Linked DNA regions of Mus musculus: regions 2 and 3 are each linked to region 1. The links are chromatin contacts, called in public ChIA-PET and HiChIP or PLAC-seq maps. All regions are on one chromosome and are shown on one strand. The core of a region is the stretch at or near the end of the contact, and the rest is flanking DNA. Distances in the headings are between cores, read along the strand shown. Region 1 overlaps Fam107b (family with sequence similarity 107, member B). Region 2 overlaps Frmd4a (FERM domain containing 4A). Region 3 overlaps Frmd4a (FERM domain containing 4A).

Region 1 (4,248 bases), core at 727-3,226:
GAGTAAAACAGGGCCCTGAGTGTCCAGGAGCTGAGAGAAACACACCAAGGAAATCTGAAGTGAGACAACGGTATGGGTTCTATGAGTGAGAATACAGAGAGGCTTAGAGACAAGGTCTTAGAGACAACCTCCTGGTTTCTGTCAGCTCCAGGAAGATGAAGTTCTCCCTTCTAGAGTCTACTGTGAGATACTCTTGGGTTCCAATAACATGCCTACAAGGAGCTGAAGCTGACACTAAAATGGCATAGAGTTCATAGGCGTCCTGAGTTCTCTGCAATGTCCAACCCTGCCTCTACCACCCTCTGTAGACACAGTGGGAAGGGGAGGGAAGACAGGAAAAGCCCCACACTGGCTCTTCACCTGCAGGGAGGGACTTTCCGAAGCCCTTAGGCTTTGCTTGTTTTCTCAGTGTCCAGAACAGTGTGAACAACCTAGCTACAAAGCAAGTCGGGGGCTTGCGGACCCAGCATAGCGTCTGTGAGAAGGGAGCAGCAATGACTCTCAGTTGAAAATTAACCCAGCCTCATCCATGTACAGTTATGAATTATGTTCCCCCAAAATTCAAAGGAGCTAAGTCTATAATCCACCCTCAAAGGGAGAGCTTCTTAAGTTGAGTTCTTTGAAAGGTACGTGGATTTAAAGGAAACCACGAGACTTATGACAGGATTAGTGTCCTTATAAGGAACAAAGAGCTGTAGGGATGGCTCAGTGGTCAAGCCACAGCGAGACCCCACACAGCTTGTGTCTGAATCTCAGCCTTCTGGAACTGAAGAGGAGAAAGACATGCTGAACAAGCCACCCAGTCTGTCACAGTTCACGCTGGTGGCTGAACAAACCAACTCATACTAAGTTCACCTGTCTTCGTGGACATAGCAGCCTCCTGGCCAAGGAGCCCCTGGGCCTCAGCTCCAAAGCTGAAAGGGAAAATGAGAAACAATATATGGCTTCTAAGTATTTAGAGCCCACAGCATCTCCATAGCAAAAGCTGTAATCAGTAAGGATGGGAAGGTTTCAATAGAAGCCTCCTGGGCCTCAGCTTCACTGTGTGGAAACACCCGTTTATAGGAAGGAGGTTTGGCAGGTGTCCAGATGTAAGCACATTTGTAGTCAATGTGGGCACAGGAACACCGCAGGGGTGTCAACTCCTTCAACTCTTTCTCAGAATGAACCCCACACATTATTTCACTCCCTCTGCAGGCCTGTCTTCCTAAGACACCAGGCCTTTCCACTTTCCCATTTCCCACAGGCTGCCCTGAGGAGCCACAAGACAAACAAAGACAAGAGCACCTCAGCGCCCAGAAACTACTGCCTTGCTATAAACAGTGGCCTGGGTAACCTGCCCCCTACACACCCAATCCTGAAGCTGATTCAACTTAAGAAGCTGATTCAACTTAAGCCCCGGGCTGGCTATCCAGCCACAGGCTGGCACAGGGAACTCTGCAAATCAGACCGAGGAAAACAGCAACTGCCTTCCTAGCAAACAAGGAACACAGGCAGTGAGGAGCTAGAATAAGCTGGCTACACCTCAGGTGCCATGATGTCTGCAAGGCATAATGACCTTTATCCTTAGGGGAATCGGAAGGATGCTCACTGCCTACAAAACACTCCAGCACTGGGGTTCTGGCTCAGTGGTAGAATCTTGCCTAGAATATGCAAGTATCCAAATTCTATCCCCAAAACTGAATAAAAAAAAAATTTCAAAATTCAGAATGAGAGACAGCTCAGTGAGTACCCATACTTGCATGGAAACCTAACAACCTGAGTTCACATCCCCAGAACCCAAATACTTCCCACAACAAGGCCACATCTATTCTGTGGGGGTTTAAAAGTCCTGTTCCTGCCCCCCTCTGCCCCCAGCCTACAGATGAGGATGTAGAACTCTCAGCTACTTCTGCCTGTGTGCTGGCATGCTCTTTACCATGGTGATAACAGACTAACTTCTGAAGCTGTAGAGCAAGCCCATGATTCGATTCTTCGTTCCTAGGTGTTGCCTCAGTCACGGCCTTTTCAGAGCCACAGAACAGTACCTAAGACAACTCCCCGTGGTGCTCCACCCTCCCACACCGTATGTGAAAACACCAACCTCCCACCACTGAGGCTGTGGCCCACCCTGATTACTGGGTATTAGGGCTCTGGCCCCAGGAACCAACACATCCCCATCTACTTGCTCACTCCAGCAACCCATGGCACAGCTGTCAACCTATGACTGTCGGACAGTACTGCAGCCAAACACCAACTTCAACTACGTGCAACATGTCTTCCTTAAACAAACCTTCTTAACAGCTACAGTGAGCAAGTAAAGAGTGGGAGCTGTACCCCATGCCCTTCCTAATGCAATGAAAATCCATCACCCTCCCAGCAGCCAACCGAGTCCCACACGTTTCCATGTCCTTTGCTGCCACAGGGTTCATTACCCAGTAACTCAGCACCCAGAGACTTGCCCTCAGCTCCGACTTCTCTCACAGTTGGTGTCGCAAGAGGCAGGGCTTACTTTTAAAGGAACCTGTCTTTAAATATACAAACATAGGGACGACTGGTGACTAAGTAAATAAGAAGGACACAGACAAATGACACGTCTGCACAGTCACAACACCAGCTTCACCCTTACTACAGTTGGCTATAAAGGAACTTGTGAATTGCTTCCGGATGAACAATTATAAAATAATTCTCTAACAAAGGGCGCATGTATCATGACTTCCCTTGTGGGGGAAAAAAAAAACTAATGTGAAAAAAAATGATTCTACCTTCTTAAAGAGATCAAATGCTGAAAGTAAAATGTAGAAAAAATATAAGGGAAAAGAATGAGCAATTCTTTTAAAAGTTTTTTTTTTTTTCAAGACAAATAAAGGAACAAAACCTGGAACTAAATTCTGGTTTGCAATCTTATAAGTATCATACTGAATAAGATTCCAAGTATATGAGAAAACCTCATTTTATAGTTAGAAAATACTTAAACACAGAATGCATGTAACCTGTTAGGAAGAAAGTCCATCAGGGCTGGTGCCCCGCTTGCCTAGCTGCATAAGGCCAGGGGTTCTATCCTCAGCACCACAAAGGAAAAAAGAAGAAAAGGGGAGGGGATCATGAACTGAAGGCCAGCCTGAGCCTTATAGCAAGACTCCGTGGGAAGGAAGGAAAGAAGGGAGGGAGGTAGGGAGGGAAGGATCCTAATTTCATCTATGAATGTTCAGTATTGAAGTAATAATCCGTTTCACCCTCTGACTTATCAGTTCAACAGCAGCTCTCATTTCTACCTTCACTTACCACCACAGTCTCCAAAGTCCCCACGTTTCAAAGCCTTCACGGTAGAAGGGATACTAGTTTCTCTTATTTGACCTCACAGAATTAGTCTGCCTTCCCTTACTGTCCACTGTGTGTGTGTGTGCGTGTGTGTGTGTGTGTGCGTGACACACACTCACCTTCTAAGACATCTGCTTTTGGGGACACATAGCTTGATTCTATCATGAAGGATCCGGAACTATTATATTTAGTGTAGAACAAAGAAAATACACTTAAATTTGGAAATTACAGTCTGAGTGGTCACCTCCTCCGTGCGTCATGCTTCATGTGACAATGGGATCAGCTGAATGTGGCTCACAATGACTTGAAAGATCTTAGTGGGAGACAGTGAAGGAAGGAGGACACAGTAAAACAACACCATCGTAACCACCAGCTTCTTTTTTTTTTTGAGACAGGGTTTCTCTATGTAGTCCTGGCTGTCCTGGAAAAGACCAGGCTGGCCTCCAACTCAGAAATTCTTAAATTCTAAAGAACGCTCCCTCTGAGCCTACTCAGTTAGCTGTGGAAAAGAGCTAAGAAAGACATAGTAACCAGCACTTCCCCTGTGCATAATTAAATTCACCCTGAAATACTTGGGTAAAACCTACACTATCCCAGATCAGTGACTTTCAAATGTTTCTGTGTATAAGCCACTATACACAGTGACATGGACAGACCCTACAATTAGATGAAGTTAAGGTTCCAAAGGACCCGTCTCATGATTCTCCTACCTGCTGCGCATTCTGACATGCCCATCGCTTCAGCTTCTAAAAGCTCACTGTGACCTCCCAAACTGACTCCAAGACTGAGGACCCACCTGAAGCTCAGAAGATCCTGTCTCACTTACCTAAACATGAATGGTAGAGCCAGGCTCAGGGGCAAATGGCTGCACTGACAGCCAAGAAAGTGGAAGTAAGGGGATCCAGAATGTAAGGTGTGACTTCACTGCATAGGCACATTGCACATGTA
Region 2 (4,248 bases), core at 1,111-3,610, 830 kb before region 1:
CAGGCAGTATTTTCAAACCATGTTTCCTAAGCACCAAGACTGCAGATCTGCCTCAGGGGCTACTTCAGATAGAGTGGGGAGTGTGGTTGGGATACTTAGTGGGCTGTGGGTCTCCATCCCACATTTCACAAGCTCAAGGCAGCTCCACATAAACCTGGTACCTTTGCCAATTGTGGTGCAACGCCTTTAATCCCAACACGTGGGAGGGAGAGGCAGGTGAAGCTGAGTTTGGGGCCAGCTAGGTTTTCAGAGGGAGTTCCAGGATGGCCAGGAGTAAGCAAAACCCTGTCTTGGGGGGGGGGGGGGAACCTGTTGCATTTGAAAAGAGATCCCACTGCCTTCTGTGTTGAAGGGTAATCAATTAATTTGAGGCAAGCAATCTGATGGCTTCTCTATGTAAGAGCTTGCATGTTCTAAGCCTGTGGGCTGTGACCAGTAGCTAAGGATGCATGGCCACCCAGAGAAGAGATGGCCAAGTGCCTCGGGACAAGTCCACTGAGAGCCTCTCAAAGAACATCCCAAGAAGAGGCCCATAGTTCTCTGTGAGGCTGCTCGTCCTCACGAATGACCTCTAGGTGGTCCCTGAATGAGATGCTTGCCTTCTTAAAGGGTTAAAGAAAGGAAGCAACACTGGCTGAAATCAAAAGGTAAAGAAGCTCTCTGCATTGACCACTTCAATAGCAGAAACAGAATTAGAAACTTAGCCCAGTGGGAATTTCTCCCACTATAAGTTCAGGACACAAATACATGATACTTTACCCTGTCCATCTGGGTTGGTTTGTTTGTCTGTAGACCAGGCTGGCCTTGAACTCTCAGTGATCACTTGCCTCTACTTCTGTGCTGGGATTAAAGGCCTGCATGACCACACCCAGCTGACAAACATAATTTCATAGTCTGTATCTGGCCTTGGGGAAGTCTGGCACTATAATTAGTCTGTTATCAATTGTTTGAACCAATACATATTGCACATGCAAGACCCCTCAGGGTTATATGTGAATCCCCCCCCCACCCCCGACAGGGTTTCTCTGCTGTCCTGGAACTCACTCTGTAGACCAGGCTGGCCTCGAACTCAGAAACCCGCCTGCCTCTGCCTCCCAAGTGCTGGGATTAAAGGCGTGTGCCACCTCGCCTGGCTGGCATTTCACCTTCTTGAGAACCATCCTGGTCCTACCTAGAAAGTGACCACCTTCTAAAATGTCTCCGAACTTGAAACACTGATTACCCAATAAACAACCAACTTAGGCCATTCCTTCTCAGCCATTAGCCTTCATTTCTTCAAGTTTTACCAAAGGAATGTTATAGACAGTATGACCTCCTTCCTTCACTACCCAAACCTCTAGGAATGGCACTCTCCCAACCCTGCCTCCTGACAGAGGCAGGCAGGGGTGGAGGGGTGGGGGCAGGGAGGAGGGGATGGATGTCTAATTACCAACAAGAGCCTAAAGGGTTTATCTCTTCCTGATCCTGAATACTAAATAGTCTTAAACTGGAGCTGTCTGTAAGATGAAATAAGAAGATAGATGTGTCATCTCTACTGTACCTGGAAGAGTGAAATTTCAAAATTGATACATGGAAAAAAAACAGTAGCCAGGCGCTGCCCGGGAAGGGATGGAAGGAATAGCGGGTTGGTGTAGGAGCCAGTGAAAAGCAGGTGAGATGAATATTTCTGAAAGGTAATTGATAATACATGAATATCCTTCTAGAGAGGGTACTCAGATGTACAGAAAAGGATAGTCTGGGAAACAAACTGGTATAGCGCCCTCCTAAAGCTGGAGCCTGCAGTCTGGGGTCTAGGGTTATTGGGTCTGTGTGTATGTTTCAGCTTAGCTTCTGAGTGGATCTGGGATGGGAGGTGGCAGGTTCTAGAACTTTCCTAGGTCTCTGTTTCCTGTGAACTGGGCAATGAAAACAGGGCTCTACAAATATTGGGAGAATGAAGCAGGATAACATTTGGGCGATGCTAAAAGATAACTCAGAACATGCTAAATGCCATGTGAATACTAGTCATTGTTCTTAGAAATCTTTCCTCGCTTTTATTAGGGTGTTGGCATCTCCATTTCAGAACGATTCATGTTGGGAAAAAAAAGGAAGAGCCCTGAGTGGACAGGCAAGAAAATGAGGAGTGGTGGCTGGTGTGGCTGGCCCTGTCAGTTCAGGAAGCTTGCGGGCAGAGGGGGAAAAGTGGGTTTTGTTTGTTTGTTTGATTGTTTAATAGAACTCAGCAGGGATTCTTACATGCTACAATTCATTGAGTCCTCAGAGAAGCGTTACCTCTACTCTTACCACAGAGGTCATGGTGGCTGGCACAGGGAGGCAGAGGTGGGGCACAAGCTCTGTTCTGTGTGGCCTGCTTATCCTTTGAATGGAAACTCGGTGAGAGGGGGAACATTCTGTCTCACTACTCTGGTGTCAAGGCAACAACACCCTGTGGGTTGCATCTGCTTGCATCTTCCTTCCTGGCAGGACCACATGCCACATACGCTGATCTCAAAACTCAAGAGAAGGCCAAAGGACAGGAAGCCAGTGGCGGTCTTCAGATCTCCTGGTGCGACAACAGAGGTTTTTGGAGTCCCTTCCATGTGCAAGGTAATATGGGGGAGACATAGTCTCAGCCCTCAGTTCCACCCACTGGAGGAATCGGAGACAAGCAAACAATGAGGATGGAGGGCACAATCGTTGCCCGGAAGCACCACAACACAGGGGCCAGCTAGGGGACTGGCTTGGTTTCTGAATGATCACTTCATTGAGGTGGTTCAGCCTCCCTCTGATGACAGCCAGGAAAACCTACCATCAGCTGAGTTCTCCAGAAAACCTTTCCTGAGTTAGTGAGATCTCTACTTGGATTCTAGGCTAGAGTTCACGATCATATTACACTCCTAACCCAAAGGCTTCTACTGAACGAGGTCACTGGAGGGAGGGAGGAAGAGCTGATGGTGAAGAAGACAGTTGGTTATAGGTGTATTTTTGGAGACAAGGTCTCTAGCTCAGGCTGACCTTGACCTCCATATATATGACCTTGACCCTGATTTTCCTGCCTCTACTTATTGAGTTCTGCCATTAAAGAGGTAAATATGAGCACCAGTCGTTTATATGGTGCTGGGATTGAATTTGGGGCTTTAAGTACGCCAGGTAAGGATTCCACCAAGGGAGCTACATTCCCAGCCCTAGGAAGATGATTATTATCCAAACATGGCTAGGCAAAGAAAGTCATTTTCAGTGGGCATTTGGGGATCTTCAGGGGAAACCAGATGGCATCACAGATATTACTGTGGACTTGGGACCCATTTTCCATTTTCCAGCTGGGGAACCTAGACCGGGCTGGTGGCAGCTGTATGTGAAGAGACCACATGTGGAGGGGCCACAGAGCAAACAGAAGCCCTCTCCCTGTGACCATATGGAAGGCTCTCCTCACTCAGCTGCAATGGAGAATTTGTTGCAGTCATTCCAAAGATCCCAAGCCAGTCGGCACCGGATATGAGTTTGCATCCTGCTGAGGATTCGCAGAGACCTGTGCATCTGTTTTCACAGACAGATGCAGATGAGCAGGCCCCCTGCTCCCACCCTCAATCCAGAAGGTGGAAGGGGAGCTTTCCTCTTTGGAAGGAAGGGAAATATAACACAAATAGTAATATCCCCCATCTCCACCCCCAGCAAGAAAGAAATCTGTTGTCTGTAAAATCGAGGGAAGGAAATGACTGCCTGTTTGGCCTCTAAGGGGAAAATGAAAAGTTAAGACAAGCAAATGAAGACAGCCAAGTCCCAACAGATCTGTAGAAGCTGGGAGGGAGAGGCTTGGCAGATACCCAGGAGTGAATATGGAGAAAGGGGTTAGACTCCCCTTTATGACAACGAGATATTTATTTCCCAGAGAAGTTCTCAAGGATGAATTCCTTACATCAGAGACGTCCTAGAGACCCTGTGGTATAATGCCACGTTGCAGATGGCAGGATCAGTGTGCCATCTCCAGGGGCCATCTCTGCAAGTTCAGTGTGATTTCCAACACGAACAACACATGCTTGGAGACTTTACAAATGGAATCATTAGTTCAGTAAGTAGTGAAGTGGAAGTTCTTTGAAAAGCAAGCATCTTTTGGGGGTGTCTGGGAGTCTTCGGGGTGGCTTGCTCTTGGGGGAGATTAAGTGGCACTTTTTGCCAAAAGGGAAATACACAAATGTCACTTGAAGAGGGCACTCCATGCTAAGAAGGAGGGAAGGAGGTGAATAGAGAGACAATCTGTGTTTAAACATT
Region 3 (4,248 bases), core at 623-3,122, 530 kb before region 1:
AGGAAGAAGTATTTCACTGGGGATGGGATCTGAAGTTTCAAAAGCCCATGCCAGGTCCAAGCTCTCTCTTTCTCTTTGTCTGCCTGCAGATTGGGATGTAAGTATTTCTCCAGCATCATGTACTGCTATGCTCTCTGTCACAGTAACAATGGACTAACCTCTGTAACTATGGGCAAAAACCGTAGCTAAATGTTTCTTTGTTCATTGTGTCTCTTCACAGCAATATAAAAGTGTCTAAGATAACATATTATTAAGAAAACCACCAGATATAACATTTGGAAGAACATGATTTCAGAGGGACTCAGAGGTTGGAAGGAAGGGATTGGAACCTGGAAGATTTCTTCATAAACCTTCTAGTATTCGACTTTTATGTTCATGAAATTGCCATGCACAAATGTTGATAAGAATCAAAATAAAGTTGCAAACAGAAGGAGCAATGTTAGAGGAAGCTTGAGCCAGATAAGAACTCAGCATAAGGGGGCTGGAGAGATGGCTCAGTGGTTAAGAGCACTGACTGCTCTTCCAGTGGTCCTGAGTTCAATTCTCAGCAACTACTGGTGGCCCACAACCATCTGTAATGTGATCTGATGCCCTCTTCTGGTGTGTCTGATGACAGCTACAGAGTACTTATATAAAAATAAATAAATAATATTTAAGAAAGAACTCAGCATAACAGGTTAATAATGAGAAAGTTCTGGATGGTCATAAGAATGTGCATATGGAATGCTGGCAACAGAAGCTAGACAGAAGAGTCGAGAGCTGGAGGCATCTGCCTCCTTTTGAAAGGATAGATTCAAGTGTAGATAATCAAGCTATTTAATGCAACAAAGAATGTTTCATGACATCTGCTTGGTTTCCTGTTGTCCTTTTTCTTCAGTTGGTCTATGGAGAGGTCTTGGAATGTCCGTGGAAGGCAGAGCCACTGAGCTATGCCTACTAGAGATGAGAGATAAGCAACAAGTCTTCTCATCTTCTGAAACAAGAGGAAGATGGACTGACAGCAGAAGCAGTTCACATATAACAAGAAATTCTATACTTGCTATTCTTTTAAAATATTTATCATTAATAAAAATTTTAGATGTATGCATTTGTTTGGCAGGGGGTATATATGAGTTCAGTTACCCTTGGAGGCCAGGAGAGGACATCAGGTCCTATGGAGCTGGAGGTAAAGGTGGTGTGATGCGGGTGCTGGGAACTGAAGGCAGCTGCACAGCTGCAGCTAGCGAAGCCCCACGTGGTAACAAGGGATTATGAAACAAGTGATGTGACCGACTCTCTCATCTTACAGAAGCCTTGGTGCGTGCTGACTGGCAGCCTGTTTTCAGGTTCAGAGAGACACTGTGCCAGGGGAAAGAGACAGAGCAGGGCAGTCAACATTCTCCTCAAGAGCATGGGCGAACAAACTGTCCAATTGGGATCGGAAAAATGGTTAGAATAATCAACTGAGAGATATTTATTTAAAAGGATGGGGCATTTGAGAGCATCCTCTTGAAGAGGGAGAGCATTGCCAGACATGGAAACAAGACTATGGGAGTTTAGAGGGAGTAGAAGGGAAATTAGAGAGGTCAAAGCAACAAATTAATGAACTTGGAGTATTTTAAGACATTTTTTTATTCTATTTTTCCCCTCTGAGACAATCAAACTCCCACTGATCCTTTGCTATGCCAGAGTCCACCCCCTGTCTCAGTCCTGCCCCACTGCTGCCAGACTTCAGGCCGTGGTAGCGAGTCAGATCAATGCTAGTTTCATACTATACATTCCGTGACCTGACAACCGAGGACTAGACATGCAGGAGGACCCTCTCCACGGTCCACCACATACTCTATCTTCAAGCTTACTTCTCAGTGCCATGACTATGATCAGAATGGACGCAAGTGACTCAGCTCCCCACACTCTCCTTCAAGAGACCGGCCCTCTGGGAATCCCGCCAGCATGGAATGGTATCCATTTGAAGACAAATTATAAATTAATAATAAGTAATGCTCCAGACTCTCCTGTCTGCCAAAATACACCATTCATTGTGAAGTCCCTGAAAGGGCCCCAGTGATGTATAGCCAAGAAAGGCCAGCCCTCTGGGGCCTTTCCTCATTTTAAACACAGACGGTGTGCCCTCACAGCAAGCGCTGCGGCCGTCTCCCCTGGCAGAACAACTGTTGTTCTTGGAAAGAGCACAGGCCAACACCTTCCAGCTGCATTGCCACCTGCAAGCCTCTGCTTCTGCAGTCCCTGTTCACCATCAGTGACCCACAGAGAGCAGACCTGTGCCCCATAGTGAGAGCCCAAAGTGTAAGGAGCCCCGGTGGCTGGGCTGGGGGAGTGACTTTGTTGACATGGCTTTTGCTAAAATTCAGAAAATCATTGTGGGAAGAGGTGCGTGTGTGTGTGTGTGTGTGTGTGTGTGTGTGTGTGTTCCCTGTCGGTTGCCCTTTTCTTTAAAGGAAAATAAATCAAACCAAACAGCTTCATCTTATCAAACAAATTCCTGGAGAACCCATATGAAACCAGTTTCTGTGGACAGTGTGATTTGTGGCACTACCTAGTAATCTGCATTTCTCTACATGGAATCACCAGTGTTTTGAGCACTGTGAATTCCTCACTGCCCACCCCATACCCCCAGCCCTCTGGAATGATTGCTTCACAAACAAATCTGATTCCTCCAGGGAACGCAAACAGAAGTGGTTTGATCTCTGCGGGGGTAGTGGGAAGTGTTGTTTTCTCTGTTCCGCCCATTCATTTAGACCTCTAGAGCTGACTTCATTCAAAATGCCACACCTCTGCCAGTGGTGTGGCATTGATCCATGTGGGCAGTTCTGTGTCACTGGACATTTAGGAACAATACCCACCCCACCCCACCCCACCCCACCCCAACTTCCCCTTCTGTATATTGGAGTAGAAACAGCACAATTGCAAGCTAGAAGCTTCTGTTCATATGGGGACACAATCCCTATTTGGGATTGCAGGGACAATCCTTGCATGTGGGAATGGAAAGCTTTTACTTACAAACACATCCATGAACAGGTGCTCCAGTGTCATCTCGAAGTCATCCAGTCTGGCAGCTAATGTCATGGTCAATGTCCCAATAGGACTCACGGAGCCCAAATCTGCAAACCCTTCAGCTCACAGAACACCTTTGGTGTCAGGTCGGTAACTAGGCAAAGTCGCTACTAATGCAAAGTGGAAAATCTTAAAATAAGACAGAGCATTGCAGAACGGGCTGCCAGGGCTCCCGAGAAGAAATTCTAACTTAAAAAACAAAAACAAATCAAAACAACTCTATTAATGGTTCTATGCTACTGGGCTGGGCAAGAAGGGCAGCAAGTGAAGAAGGTAGCTTCCTCTGCAGAACTGTACAAAGTAAGGTGCCCACAAAATGCCAGGCACCTCAGCAGAGGCTTGCGGAGACAGCTGAATGGAGCAGAAACGAGACTGGGGAAATGCCTGAAGCCGTCTGACTCTGATATTTATAGGGCCACATGTTTTTGACTCCAGCCATTTCTCAGTTCATTTCTGACCTTTCATAAATGGCTACACACAGTGGAGTGTATTGTCGAACGAGGGGCAGTGGGTCCCGCAGAACTTGGCTGTGACCAAAGCCAGGGCAATTCACACAGACACGCCATCAATGGTTCTTTGTGAAGGACGCATCAGACCTTGTTCTGTGCACCACGACAGAGAAACACACAGTCTTGTGGAAAACAAGGAAATGAAGTTGGAGGGAACTAAATTTTTCCCCCCGAATATTATTAGATCCCATACGATCTTCCCTGCTCCTTCTACACCCCCACCATGCAAGGGTAGATAAACATCTCAGAAATAGATTTAATCTCTGGGTCAAGTCCTGCAGCATCTGTCAGGTAGAATACTCATAAAAATTGGAAATTCTTTTCTGTTTCTAAAATGTACCCCTTTTATTCATGCAAGCATTTTTTAAAAAATTGTAGTAAAATACACATGACACAAAATTGCTACTTTGACTTCTTTTTGTAGTGGTGTGTGTGGTAAGAGTGTGTTTGTGTGTGTGCTTGTGTGTGTGTGTGTGTGTGTAAGTATGTATGTAAGGCTAGAGAGGGATGTTGGGTGTTTCTTCTTCAATCGCTCACTCCCCATGTTATTCCCTTGAGACAGAACTAAATCTGAAGGTGGCTATTTTGCTTTTGCCTGCTATGCTGGTGATTGGCAAACCTCAGGGACCTTCTTGTCTCTGGTTCCATCCCTACCCTCACCAGCCTTCTGGGGTTACAGGCAAGC

The links. ChIA-PET counts read pairs in DNA pulled down with a chosen protein or histone mark. HiChIP or PLAC-seq counts read pairs in DNA pulled down with a chosen protein or histone mark.
Region 2: an RNA polymerase II ChIA-PET map of memory CD8 T cells shows a contact between it and region 1, with 14 read pairs. The contact joins two enhancer-like sites. A contact is called at or near these places in 3 of 115 datasets of contacts at active chromatin or transcription factors (astrocytes, memory CD8 T cells and microglia).
Region 3: a contact with region 1 is called in a FOXA1 HiChIP or PLAC-seq map of pancreatic cancer cells. The contact joins two enhancer-like sites.

Annotation. Positions count from the first base shown.
Region 1 is chr2:3,750,794-3,755,041 of GRCm38.p6, reverse strand. All of the region lies in intron 1 of Fam107b (family with sequence similarity 107, member B), which reads right to left. Among named protein-coding and RNA genes, the nearest start is that of Fam107b, 39 kb to the right of the region's middle. Within about 2 kb of position 1,976, at least 105 of the 459 cell types and tissues checked have an H3K27ac peak or open chromatin away from gene starts, as enhancers often do. A contact at or near this core is called in memory CD8 T cells and pancreatic cancer cells, where this site is marked.
Region 2 is chr2:4,579,068-4,583,315 of GRCm38.p6, reverse strand. The region is part of intron 14 of Frmd4a (FERM domain containing 4A); the gene reads right to left. Among named protein-coding and RNA genes, the nearest start is that of Gm13179, 13 kb to the left of the region's middle. Within about 2 kb of position 2,360, at least 43 of the 459 cell types and tissues checked have an H3K27ac peak or open chromatin away from gene starts, as enhancers often do. A contact at or near this core is called in memory CD8 T cells, where this site is marked.
Region 3 is chr2:4,284,430-4,288,677 of GRCm38.p6, reverse strand. The region is part of intron 1 of Frmd4a (FERM domain containing 4A); the gene reads right to left. Among named protein-coding and RNA genes, the nearest start is that of Gm39752, 39 kb to the right of the region's middle. Within about 2 kb of position 1,872, at least 40 of the 459 cell types and tissues checked have an H3K27ac peak or open chromatin away from gene starts, as enhancers often do. A contact at or near this core is called in pancreatic cancer cells, where this site is marked.